Regions from separate parts of the Triticum aestivum genome. Here region 2 is linked to region 1. A link is a contact called in public Hi-C data. All regions are on one chromosome and are shown on one strand. Each heading gives the region's core, a stretch centred on a gene start, on an enhancer-like site or on the middle of the called end of the contact. The rest is flanking DNA. Distances are from core to core; before and after follow the strand shown.

What was found. A called contact is a pair of places that touch in the nucleus more often than the background predicts.
Region 2: a Hi-C map of leaf shows a contact between it and region 1, with 7 times the contacts expected there. The contact joins the promoter of LOC123085760 here to the promoter of LOC123085757 in region 1. A contact is called at or near these places in 2 of 5 Hi-C or Micro-C datasets (both in leaf).

Annotation. Positions count from the first base shown.
Region 1 is chr4A:175,623,375-175,630,355 of IWGSC CS RefSeq v2.1, reverse strand. It overlaps LOC123085757 (leucine-rich repeat receptor protein kinase HPCA1), which reads right to left and starts at 1,713. Exons shown (of 18, transcript XM_044507455.1): 1 at 1,359-1,713; 2 at 1,082-1,208; 3 at 913-984; 4 at 720-794; 5 at 558-629; 6 at 295-456; 7 at 118-192; 8 at 1-29. The coding sequence starts at 1,473.
Region 2 is chr4A:176,303,718-176,310,979 of IWGSC CS RefSeq v2.1, reverse strand. LOC123085760 reads left to right here and starts at 2,983. Exons shown (of 6, transcript XR_006439873.1): 1 at 2,983-3,587; 2 at 3,947-4,061; 3 at 4,158-4,209; 4 at 4,531-4,653; 5 at 4,751-5,525; 6 at 5,841-6,343. LOC123085762 (protein PHOSPHATE STARVATION RESPONSE 1) reads right to left here and starts at 2,145. Exons shown (of 8, transcript XM_044507462.1): 1 at 2,039-2,145; 2 at 5-631. The coding sequence starts at 577.

The DNA.
Region 1 (6,981 bases), core at 464-2,963:
CACCGGTGAATTTATTTCCATCGAAAAGCCTGCACCGAATATCTTGAGGTGTCAGCACACATGTCGCGAAGCAGGAGAAAGATGAATCTATAGGCAGAGAGGGCTTCGGGAACTCACAGATGAATCAGTGTCATCTCAGGGCTGAAGAGAGCATCTGGGATGGGACCAGACAATTGGTTCTTATTGAAGTGGCTACAGATCACCAGAAACAGTACGGTTAGAGATATGTTCCACTTCTCATCTCTGCTTCAGAAATGACAATACCCCAAAAAAAAAACAACTTGTATAACCTACAAGTGTTTGGTTTTTGTAAGCTTGTCTAGACCCATTCCCCCGTTTGATGAGATTGGCAATGGGCTAGTCAGCTGATTGTCGGCGACATCAAACCAATAGAGGCTGGAGAGATTGCCCAGAGATGCTGGTATTTTTCCAGAGAACTGATTCGAGTTCAGAGCCCTGAAATAGAGTTTGATCAATGTCATTTTTTTCCTGCAAAAACTGAATCACAGTGGCACAAATGTGCAGTATCATCTGTGGGGCACCAGTGAATCTCTTACATGTAAGATAGGTTGGGAAGACTCCCTAGCTCATCAGGGATGTTGCCGTGAAAGCTGCAACCTGCCAGAATCCTTCAAACCATGCGGCACAAAGTACAAGACATGAGCATAGTGACATAACCTAACCGAAAACAAGAAGGCCGTGCACGTTTAGAAACTTACAAGGTTGCAAGCTGCTTCAAATTACCGATGGTCGGAGTGAGCACACCTCCAAGGTCTTTGTTGAATGACAGGTCCCTGCATACACATAGAATTGCTCATGTCATGGCTCAGTAATGCAAGCAGAGCTGCAAGAAGAGGGATTATGTTGAAGAAAAGGTTTAGCTTGACACTCTAGTGCTCTGCCGCTACATACAGGGATTGCAGCTCGGTCAGCTGCCCGATGTCAGCAGCTAGAAGTCCTTTGATGCCCATGGTTGACACTTTTCTGAAAGACACGGTTGTATAATAATGGTAAGTTTTGTTGACCTGGCACTTTGGCGGAAGTTGCAGTGAAATTCTTGTCGAGCTTTGCCGACACTTACATGGAGATCACCCTGTTGTTGCTGCATGTCACCCCATCCCATGGCGAAACACCGCAGGGATCATCAGACTGTCCCCATGTCGGCGGCGAGTTCTGCCACTGATCCATTAGCGCTCGGAGAACAGAAGCTGCGATCGACTCAAGGTAGTAGAGTTAGCACACGTGAGTTATACTACTTGGGTAAAGAAAGAGGAGAAGAGCTCAAAATTCTTGTCTCATCATCGATGAATTGTACTAGTTGTGAAACTAAGCAAGAATGGATGAGGCAGGGTACTCACTGTCCTGGCTGTCCGTGAGTCCATGGCTTGCTCGCACGCACACCGAGAGCAGCAAGGCCAGAGCGAGCAGCACCCCTCTCAGACCCATCCTCGCACACCCACCAGCTTCCTCCATGCACGCACGCACGCACGCACGGACGGACGCAAGAAGTGAGCCGATCGGGCTCGCAGGGGGGCGAGGTGCGGTTTTAGGTGCTCAGCAAAAGCTGTGGAGCGCAAGGCAACCACCGGCACCACAACCGCAGCCCATGATGCGGCTCATGATGGGACGTGCATTCACCAAGCTAAAATGATAGGATCCTGCGAGCTCTGGAGAGAAAGATACAGGCGGGAGAGGTGGTGCCAAATGCCAACGACTTGACTTGAAAGCAAGCCAAGCCTCAAGCTCCCACTGTCTCCCTCGGTGGCTGGCTGTAGCTGAGCACGCCGATACCGGTCGTCCCCGTACGTCTCGCTGTCCGCCGAAGCCACCGAGCGAGCGGTCAAAAGGGCGGAGGATACGGCCGCGCGAACGTGTCCCTTGCTCTACGGCAACTCCTCCCCACCTCAATCTTGAGTTCAGTCGGTACGAGTGCACTAGTGTGCTGGTCTTTCATGTCATGCTCATGCTGCTGCTCCAAAAGTCTGTTTTTATTCATGCGGTTTAAAGGAGTTTAGTGATGATGATTAGGGGTGCGATTCAAGGCACGTAAAGAGGGAAATTTGGTGGGGATTAAACTAATGATTCCCATGATTGACCTTCTTTATCACCCACTTTTGCACTGGAGAGAATGTTCTTTCAGTTATATAGAGTAGATTATATTTTGGACTATGCTGACAAGGCATGCCTTAATTAGAGCAGGGTTAAGGAAAAGGTCTTCACAAGAGATAATAGGACCGTGTCTCGCTGATGTTAATCTGTGATCGACATTGAAGTGAAAGCGAAGCCGACGCTGTCCGCGGAAGGCAGTGCATGGTTGAATCTCCTCACAAAACAAGGAAGATAAACTGAGCTTGATCTCACATGTTTTTCCATGATCTTTCTTGCGTTCAGTTGAGTTAATTAACTCTAACAAGTGGCTAATTTGTAAACACTGAAAATATACGTTGCACTTACTCTAGGTGCAATACATATTTTAGAAGGCAATACGCCCTCTTCTTACCGACTAGGCTGCCTTTTCAGAGTCATGATGGTGATTTCTGTCGCTGATGATGAAAGGCTGTGAACCACGGTGGCAGGACAATTGGTCTGAGGCGGGGTAAGTTCCACGCCATTATTTGATGCTCTTGCAGTAACATTAAGATTACAACTATGAAACTAGACCAAGTTGTTATCGCGTGGTTTACAGTTTGGGAAATATCTAGATACCCTGGTGATGAGAGTGTTAGGAAGAACCAAAACACCATCACGAGGTCTTTTACACGCGGGGTACAACTCGTGCCTAAGAGAGATGATGCCCGTGTTGAAAACAACGTTATTAACCACACCTGGTCACAGTCACGAATGGTGATGCCCTTTCTAGGATCTTTTGACGCCAAAAGGAGGAGGAAACACAATCAACAAGTTATGCAACAGGCTCCATGAATGAAACCTCGAGAGAAGTAGCGGAACTACATGAAAATATATCCAAGTTTATTTTCCTAATAAATTTTGATACATGAAGCCCGAAATTTAAAAGAAAGAAAAGTGAAACTCTTTTTTTTTGCGAGAAAACTTCCGATCTATTCATCTTCAATCATGGTATTACAACCTCGGCGTGCTAAAGACGGCACACGTCCTTCGACTATGTTGGCTATAGTTCAAATGGACGGAGCCGTCTAAGATGTGGGTCGGCATGGGCAACCCTTGTGATGACGAGGATAGGAATTTTTTCTATGCCTCCACTACTATCACCATTGGGAACGGTGCCAAGACTCCTTTCTGGGAAGCGCCTTGGGTGCACGGCAAGAAGCCTAAAGACATTGGGCCTCTCATCCATGAGGCTTCCACAAGAAAAAAATTGAGAGGTGAGGGAAGCTCTCAAGGAGGGAGCTTGGATCAAGAAAATTAAGATGACCGCCAACTTTTGGATGACCCACATTCGTCAATTTGCTGAACTCTGGCTACTTATCTCGGAGTTCCCGCTCGAGGAGCACATGGAAGATGAGATTACTTGGAAGCACGCCACAGATGGTCGATACTCGGCGGCAACAGCTTACCTCGCGCAATTCCTGGGAACCTTCTACTCCCCTATGGATCACATGGTTTGGACCGCTTGGGCACCGCTGAAGGTGAAATTTTTTGCTTGGCTCGCAATACAAGACATGCAATACAAGATAGAATCTGGACAACTGATAGGTTGGCGCGTCATGGATGGCCAAACTGTCATCTTTGCCCCCTATGCAGAAGACAACAAGAATCCATGTTACACCTCTTCGTCAAATGTCGTCTCACCCTCCGCCTATGGAATTTGGTTAATGAGTGACTACATCTTGAAGACCTTGACACATCTACTTGGCACCTTGAGGACTCTATAAAGGATTGGTGGGTGAATAGATCAAGCAAGAGCACCCCAACCAAAAAGCCATGGCCTCCCTCACCATGCTAATTGGATGCACCATTTGGAATGAAAGGAACACCCGGGTATTTCGACAAAAGAGTATGCCTCCAACAACATTGCTTAACAACGTCAAGTGTGAGGCCATCCTCTGCTAACCGCCGGGGCAAAAAAATTGGGCACCATCATACCGGGAGAGTAACACTTTTTGTTTTTCAGTTCTGAGGTGTATTTCAGTTGTGAGGTGTTTTTCAAACTCTATTCTCCCTTAATTAATATATGAGGCAAATCTTCTGCCTCGGTTTCGAAAAAAAAGAAAATAAATAACATCCAGATCTGTAGACTACCCAGCGACGACTACAAGAACTGAAGCGATTCAAAGGCGTGCCGCTGTCATCGCCCCTCCCTGGCCGGAACCGGGCAAGACTTATTGTAGCAGACAGTCGGAAAGTCATCGTGTTAAGACTCCATAGGACCAGCGCAGCAGAATATTAAACGCCGCCGATGAAGAGTAGCGTAGACCAGAAGGACCCAACCTAAAGACACACGAACACAGACGTACTACAACCAGACCTGAGCAAATCCACTAAGGACAGATCCATCGGAGACACACCTCCATACGCCCACCGACAATGCTAGACACACCATCGGGATGATGGCTAGGAGGGGAGAACCTTATTCCATCTTCAAGAAGCCGCCGCCGTCTCGTCTTTCTCAGCAGAACACAAACCCTAAGAAAACTCAAAGGAACATCTAAAAATAGAGCCCTCCCGCCGGCAAGGGTCGGGATCCACCACGCCGCCATGTCCCTAAGGTCACCGGAGACGAAGCGGACATGCGAGAAATTTTGCACATGCGTAGAAGGTCTATGTATATCTAGAATTTTATTCTTACATTTTTTTTTGAAAATATGAATTTTATTTCCAAGTTTTCAAAAATAACAGGGTCCATGAAGCCCAAGATCCAAAACATATTTTCAACTTTTAACCCCCTAATTACACATTTGTGACACCAATTACCCATTTAGTTAAAAATTCCCCCTAACTATTTGATTTAGTGAAATTGTCCCTAAATATACCTTTTTAAAGATTATGGCCCGTTGAGTCATGCAGGATAGCCTCGCCAGGCGCAGACTAAGGTGGTCCATAATAGGTGCACACACGTAGTGAAGGAAATATGCCCTAGAGGCAATAATAAAGTTGTTATTTATATTTCCTTATATCATGATAGATGTTTATTATTCATGCTAGAATTGTATTAACCGGAAACTTAGTACATGTGTGAATACATAGACAAACAGAGTGTCCCTAGTATGCCTCTACTAGGCTAGCTTGTTTATTAAAGATGGTTAAGTTTCATAATCATAGACATGTGTTGTCATTTGATAAACGGGGTCACATCATTAGAGAATAATGTGATGGACAAGACCCATCCGTTAGCTTAGCACTATGATCGTTTAGTTTATTGCTATTGCTTTCTCCATAACTTATACATGTTCCTATGACTATGGGATTATGCAACTCCCGAATACTGGAGGAACACTTAGTGTGCTATCAAACATCACAACGTAACTGGGTGATTATAAAGATGCTCTACAGGTGTCTTCGATGGTGTTTGTTGAGTTGGCATAGATCGAGATTAGGATTTGTCACTCCGATTGTCGAAGAGGTATCTTTGGACCCTCTCGGTAATGCACATCACTTTAAGCCTTGCAAGCAATGTGACTAATGAGTTAGTTACGGAATGATGCATTACGGAACGAGTAAAGAGACTTGCCGGTAACGAGATTGAACTAGGTATGATGATACGATCGAATCTCGGGCAAGTAACATAATAATGGCAAAGGGAACAACGTACGTTGTTGTGTGGTTTGAACGATAAAGATCTTCATAGAATATGTAGGAACCAATATGAGCATCCAGGTTTCGCTATTGGTTATTGACCGGAGAAGTGTCTCGGTCATGTCTACATAGTTCTCGACCCCGTAGGGTCCGCACGCTTAACGTTCGATGACAATTGGTATTATGAGTTTATGTGATTTGATGTAACGAAGGTTGTTTGGAGTCCCAGATGAGATCACAGATATGATGAGGAGTCTCGAAATGGTCGAGACATAAAGATTGATATATTGGACTGTGTTATTCGGACACCGGAAGTGTTTCGGGTGGTTTCGGATAAAATTGGAGTGCCAGAGGGTTACCGGATCCCCCCAGAAGATAATGGGCCACCATGGGCCTTAGAGGAGAGAGGGTCGGCCAGGAGGTGGCGCCCCCTAGTCCAAATTGGACGAGGGGTGGGGACGGCGCCCCCTCCTTCCTTCTCTCCCCTTCCTCTTTCCTTCCCCTCCTTGTTGGACTAGGAAAGGGGGGAACCTACTCCTAGTAGGAGTAGGATTCCCCCCTTGGGGCGTGCCCCTTGAGGCCGCCCGACGCCCTCCTCCCCTCCTTTATATATGAGGGAGGGGAGCACCCCATAGACACACAAGTTGATTTCTTAGCTGTGTGCGGTGCCCCCTCCATAGATTTCCACCTCGGTCATATTGTCGTAGTGCTTAGGCGAAGCCCTACGTCGGTAACTTCATCATCACCATCAACACATCGTCGTGCTGATGAAACTCTCCCTCGGCCTCAGCTAGATCTAGAGTTCGAGGGACGTCACCGAGCTGAGCGTGTGCAGATCGCGGAGGTGCCGTGCGTTCGGTACTTGATCGGTTGGATCGCGAAGACGTTTGACTACATCAACCGCGTTACTCAACACTTCCGCTTTCGGTCTACGAGTATACGTAGACACACTCTTCCCTCTCGTTGCTATGCATCTCCTAGATTGATCTTGCGTGATCGTAGGAATTTTTTTGAAATACTGCGTTCCTCAACAGTGGCATCCGAGCCAGGTCTATGCGTAGATGTTATATGCACGAGCAAAACACAAAGAGTTGTGGGCGATAATAGTCATACTGCTTACCAACATGTCATACTTTGATTCGGCGGTATTGTTGGATGAAGCGACCCAGACCGACATTACATGACCACGTTCATGAGACTGGTTCTACCGACGTGCTTCGCACACAGGTGGCTAGTGGGTGTCTGTTTCTCCAATTTTAGTTGAAT
Region 2 (7,262 bases), core at 1,734-4,233, 680 kb before region 1:
ATACCTTTGACTGGGGATCAGCAGCCGTTGCATCTAGAATATCTCTCCAATCATCATTCATTATTTCTGCCCACCATTCATTTTGTTTAGCAACCACATCAGATGTCACAGCAGGACCGCCGTTCTGGATCTGACTACCAGAAGCAGGGATGTTATCCCTGTAATCTGATAAACCATCAGCCGAACCTGGGAACCAAGTTGCCCCAGTGTGACCTCCAGGGATATTATTAGATAAGGTCTGAAATACTTCGATATCTGATGGCTGAGGAGCAAAAGGAGCAACCATAGACTGCCTCTCATGGTTAGGCGCAGAATCCAGAGGATTAGGTGAGTATCCTAATGAGGCTGCATATGATGATCTCATAGCACCAGCTCTTGGGTGCAAAGTAGCAGATGGAAGTGCACTCTGATGTAAGGGCACAAGATCACTCGTCAGTTGCCTTTGCATCGGAGTGAGCTGCGGATTGTAAGGCCCATGGAAGGTTTCTTTCAGAGAATTTGGCAGAATAGGTAAAGAGGATGACATTCCTCCAGAAACCCTGCTGTTGTGAGACTGTCTCAGATCACACCTCCTCATCAAGAATTGTGCACAAGCGTTGTGTCTTTCCCATAAATTGATTTTGATATGTTCCTACAGAATAACCTTAGCACAAATGTTAATCCATTAATCTACCACAGGTTAAGAAATGAAGAGTTAATAAAGGGAACCTATGGTTACACCGTACGAATTGTAACCATCATAAACATAGGCAACTGTAGCTATATCAAGCATGCATATCTGCACCCTGAAATCAACCATGAGTAAGTAACAATCTAACTAGTGTGATCAGGATCTCACGAGCAAAAAAACAAAGAAATGGCAACATCATAAAACGTGTTAGCAAGAGTCATAAAGTTGCGTACTGGTGGCCAGCAACATATTAAATTATTAATATATCATTTGTCCTTCTCCTTCTTCTCTAAGCCATATTTTTGTCTACTCCAATGACAGATCACAAGATAAATTATGAGAAAGAATACTAGGCCCTCAATTAGTATTACCATTGTGATGCTTCAAAAAAAAGTAATAGAACAGAAGCAGATTAAACCACATTGCAATCCCAAAGGAGCGCTTTTTTTACCATCTCTCAAGTGTAAAGTCAATACTTCCTTTGAAGCTAGAAACCGGGTCATGTTTCTGCATAGACACACGCATGCAGGATCCTCTAGAGAAGACGCTACCATACGTATGTCCTGATGTGGGGCAATGACCATCTTTCTACCATCGATAACGCAACTTTTATTCACGCTCTGAAGCTTCATAATACAACAACAAATGCCCTTTTTCAACAGAAAAACAAAAGAAAATGGCAGGTTTCTATTCACTGTGCAATCTATGTATGACACCATATATATATAGTCAAACAAGGAAACACATCTTGGTACGCATGTGGTACTATGTGCTATTAACTCGCAGGATGACAGGCACTGTCTAAAGCCCATACAGGAGGATCTGAATTAAACCCCAGGGGACAGGCAACTGTAGGCAGAGGGGGCAGGACAATCACAAGGGCACCTAATTCTCCCATAACACCTCCCACAGCTCCCAGCCCCACCAAATCCCCAATCATTTTCCGTACCGGCAACATCACGTACTCCCACAACTCACGAGCACGTGTGCCACCACCGCTCCTCGCAAAACTCTCACCTAGGACCCCCGCACCAGCAAAGCATGTCGCGATCAGAACCCTAGAGAAACCCTGTGTGCCCGCCCCCCGCCCCCCGCCCCCGCGCGCGCTCTCCTCCGCTCCTGTCCCGTCGGTCCGATTCGCCTCCGCGGAGCCGATCACGCCGACACGACGAGCTAGGAAGCGACGGGCGAGCTAGACGGCGTGGATTGGACCTGGAGAGAGGAGGGGGGGATTCAGGAATTGGGGGAGAGACGGCCAGTCCGTACCTGGGTTGGGTTGTGAGGAAGCTGCTGGATCGGTGCGGCTTTGGGGGGAGGAGATGACAGCAAGGGGGAATTCTGGCTGGGGAGAGAGAGGGGAGGAGGAACCTGGTGCGCACAAGAGGAGGACGACGCCCACCAGTTGCCGGGGGGAGGCGCACCGCGCACCCCCACCGCACCATGGGCGCGGCTTTTTGCGGATAGGCCCCTTCGGCCGCCCTGCGGCCAACTTGGACGGCTAGGATGGTGTGTGTGGCCCACTTTGATGTGATTGCACCGCGGTTTCTCCTTGGCCCAGGCCTAGTTTAGAAACACGGTCTTTTCCGGAAAACGTAGCAATGTCAGATTATGCGCTGCGTGCAAAGCTTAGGGCAAAGTAAATTCTAAAGGGCGTCTTCAAAGCGTGCGGAAGATCATGTTTTCAATTTTAAGTGATCACATAGACTATTGAATCGAAAACAGTGCACAAAGACATTTGACGCTGATGGTCTAAATTTCATGTTTTAACCATTTTCTGAAACTTAGGGCCCGTTCTAAAGTCCTCCCAACTCTCTCAACTCTAAAAATTCTGCTTCTCAACCTAACTTCTCGCTCCACGCAGCAATTCATGTCCGTTCTGCACTGAAAACAGCTTCTCCATCGCCAACTTGGACTTCCTGCGAGTGTTGCGCCATGTTGGGTTGGATAAAAGTCGTTAAATGGGCTGCATGCAGCCCAAAATGGAAGGAGAGACACGCTGAACATGTTTCCACGAGATGAAAAATGGGAGAAGAGAGATGAAACGAACCGTTTTCTTGACTTGGGGGTGGCAACCTTTGTAACTTCAGCCAACTCCAAGCTTCTGTGGATTGTGAAGTTACGATTCCCCAACTTCTCAAACTCCTTCGTATCTACTACCACTATAAAAAAAAAGAGGGCGAAGAACCAAATCATTCTATGCATCAAAACCTACGATCTGATGGTCTACATCCCTCCAGAATACTAAACGCGTTTTAGGCTTTAATTACCCACCATGCCATTAGCTGCTAATGACCCCTTTCAAGAAAAGAAAAAATGTTGTAGCCCACGTCTTCATCAAACTGCACGCACGACGCCACTCCTCTGCTACCGACGCATCGCAGGGGCCGGGGCCGCCGTCCCGCCCGCCGCTCCTTCTCTGCTGCACCACAGACGCTAGCGCGGATCGCCGTCGCCGCCCGCCGCTCCTCCTCTAATTCTAGACGGACGCGAGCTCGGATCGCCGTCGCCTCCTCCGGCCGCTCATCCTCTGCCGCCCCATGGTCTCGACGCCGGAGGCTCTCCTATTGGTCGGATGCTGCCCCCACGGATGCGAGCTCTCGCCGCTCCTCCTTTTCTGCCCCACGGGCTCGCCGCCGACCGCTCTCCCTTCGTCGGTTGCTGCTCTATACGCCCATAGCCGTAATTGCGGAACGCGCCGCCGATTCTCTGCGCTGGAAGATCAGGGGAAGGCTCTCCTCTGCATCGGATCTGGCATCCTGAGCCTTCCAATGATCGGATCCGGTGAGATTTGCCACCTCCTGCTATCGTCCATGTGTAGCTCGTCGACTTCACCCAGGATGGCCACCAAGACGAGTCGACGACCTCTGCCTCATAGCTGTCTTCCCCGAGAGCTGACGCTGTCTCCATGCCGCACGAGGTTGCCGTTGCACCCACCACACACTTAGCATCGTTGATATTCTATATGTAACTCATCAATTGATAGATTTTCTCCCTGCTGTGACTTGCATTTTTCTACATTGCTTCGTATTAAGTTGATTGGGACTATTTGATTGAATAACAAATAGTAAACAACCTCTGTCGCTGATCAATTCATGGAACGATTATCACATGTGGCAAACTGAATTGCATTCTCAATACACAAGGGAAGTGCAAGCAGTATGTGGAGGGTCAAATTATTCATTACCTGCAAGTTATAAATTTATAATGCTAACACACTGTGTTTTGCTTTTATAACTTGCAAGTTGCAAGTGTTAACCCTAGAAAAACGATTTGCAGGTGGACATCTGCAGTAAATAATCAGGTGTTTCCTCATTATCAAAGTCAATGCTCTGTGAGTGTGCAGCGAGTGCGTGTGAATGTGCCGATGCGAGGTAGTGGAGGGTTCAGCAAGGTTCAGTTTCGGCTCCAATTTGTTTTCAGAATCATCTTCTAATGACTAATCTAATGGTCCTTTCTTATGTAGTTAACAAATTATATTGCCTTGTAGCTTTTTAACAAATTGGCTGCTACGAAGACCGGTTGCTTCAAATTTTGTTTTGGTATGTGCTTTGACTGATTATCTTAATGCCAGTACTTCTTGATTTTCACTCCATATATGAAATTGTTTAGCTAGCTCTTGATCAATATCCTTCAGTACACCTGCAATATTGATGGACACTAAGTACTACTGCCAATCATCAATGTAAACTATTCCAACTCTATATTAATTCAGAAAATAATCAGATACAAAATAATCGATTTAAAAATAAACTGCAAAACTTGTAAGTTTAGGAAATTATGTTGTTTTAATCTTTGCACTAAGAGTTTCCAGGCCTATATTGTTATAGGTATTCTTATTCTGGTTGTACACTGAAATTTAGGTGCTTTTGGAGATTTGATTGTACAAGAAAATGATCTACCTTGCAATATCATTTTTCTTGCAAATGAAGAAATTCAGAGCATCTAAGTCTTAAATGTATCTGCTAAATCCTTTATGTTGTCCGGTAAGTTGAAATGTGCATAACTTAATTATGTGATTACGGGCTCGACGCTCTTCACATTGCTTGAGAATCTGATCAGCACCACTCCGACATGCATCAGGAAGTCAACGAACAACCAGACCAGGAAGGCGTGGAGCTTGAGCTTGAGCTGCAGCGACAATGACAACTTGGGCGTCAACTTAAAAAAACAACAGTTCAAGTGTACTCTCTCTCTCTCTCCGTGTGTGTGTGTGTGTGTGTTTCTACTAAGTACAGTCTGTGTACTGTTCTATCCTTGTTCTGTTTTCTTCAACCATTTTTTGTTGTATATTCTCTGTCAGTAAATGCCCCAATCTATTTTATCTAGGCAGCATGTATTTGGTACTACAATAAGTTGGTGCGATATCCTCCAATATTTTGTTATCTAGGCAGTCAAAACAACTTCAGTCCGCTTAATTTTTTTTCTGCTTTTGCTGTTGTGGTGAGAGAAAGAAAGAGATGTGGTGGCAATGGAGAACTTGGACCAATTGATAATATACCATAGTTGTGGTAGTTAATGTTTGTGGTACTTCCTTTAGGATATTTGTTCTATACATATGTTCCACCAGATATTCATTCAAATTGTACCCTTCTCTATCAATTAGTATGGTTCTTAGCTAACTGCGTGATTATGATTGAACACTTAGTATCTTAAGAAGATAAATAATGAACGCAGACTGCTCTCCTCCAGTTTAGTGGAAGCGTAGGAGGCAACCATGGAGGTGATAGACGCAATGGCTTGAGCATGACGGATGATTGTCCCTAAGTTTCTACCACTGAGTTGGTGCATGCTCCAATATTACCAGGTCAGTGCTTCAAATCATCAGACCTTGGCGCTATTCCTTGTCATAGAGGAGGTCAGTACTTCAAATCATCCTTAGCTCCGTTATTTTTCTTTTGCAGATCTTAGGATAATGGGTCAATTTCTTACTTTTCTTTTCAATATCGTTTTTTTATCCCCTATGCTTACGCGATGATTATGTGACTTATCTGTCAGAGAACGAATCATGCTAAAATTTTCTTGTACATAAATGATGCATGTATGTTTATTCTTGTTTTTCTTATTACTTCAGATTTTTTCTGTGGATGGGCTCAACAGATATTATATTCATCACATAACTTGCTATTTACTGAGTAGTATGTGTTGCTCACTCTTTATTTTCGTGGCGCAGAAGTATGATCATGACCCTGCTCAAGTTCGGCCTCACTGCTGTCGCTATAGCTGCTTCTGTGAGTCTCTATAATCTTCTTCGCCATCGGTTCAGTAACCCTCTCGGTTTTGTTCTCTCCTCTTCTCTTGTGCTCTCTGACCCAGACATTGGTCGATGTGACTCTTGTGATGCCAGCCATCAAGCTTCTCGTGCTTTGGTTACTGCTAATGCTTGGCTCCTAATGTATAGGTGAGAGGAAGATACAGATGTACCTAAGATTAGTAGTTCGCATATCAAAAGTCACCATTCAGTTAGCATGCGCACTTTAGCTAGCTTCCAATTCACTTGTAGGTCTGAGAGAAAAGAGAGTGCCCTACCTTCTATCTAGCTTCCAATTAACTTGTAGGTGTACTAAGTTATCCTTCAATTTTCAGATCATGTACAACCTGATTCAGTGCACATGTTTCAGGGGCTATATTCAGTACAAAATGCTCAATGAAAAACCCTGCAAGTACTCTTATTCAGCTATCGCTCCATCTCACTTTGTGATATTTATCGCAGCATTGTTCAGTATTGCATCTGTAGCTAATTTAATAGCCTGTTGTCAGGTCGTAATACCGTTGACAATACGTAGCAACACGACCATAGTGATGTCGATCTCACTGTTGAAAATACAATTGAGCGGCAATACAATACCGTGCATCCATTTTTTATATTGATGTGGATATCATTTGGTCATCGTTTGAGACGTGCATTGCACGTGCAAGCTTACTAGTTTACACTAGGATCGGCAATGGCTTCTCGAAGCTAGCTTCCTGGAGCTAAAACGTTCGACTCATCTCCGCACATTTAGGTTGTGAAGCATGGAGCTGGAGGACTTCAGAACAGGCCCTTAATCGAAATCTGACCCTAGTCTAAAAAAATTCGGGATCTGACCATTTTGCTACCGCCAAGGTCCATGGCGGTAGGGTATAACAGCCTACCACCAAAGTCCCTGGCGGTAGGGTTGCATGCCCTACCGCAAATTCCTCTTAAGTATTGAACACAGTGTGTGCTCGTGCCTATCACCGAGCATCTTGGCGGTAGGGTTGTATAGGTTGTCGCCAGCCTGTTTGGCGGTAGGGGTGTTTCCTACCGCCAAGGTCTTGGCAATAGGCTGTTACACCCTACCGCCATGGACCCTGGCGGTAGCAAAAGGCTCGGATCTCGAAAAAAATCAAACTAGGGTCAGATCTCGAATAATTTTCAAAAGAGGGTCAAAACACGAAATTTTGCCACACTGATGGACGACTACTTTGCCCATGATGCCCTAGTCATGGACAATTTTCACCGGCGCTTTCGCCTTTGGTCGCCTCTATAATGACGTTCGGTCTTACGATGACTACTTCATCTTGGGCTGCATTGCACATGCTTGCATATGGCACAAACGCAGATTCATGGGAC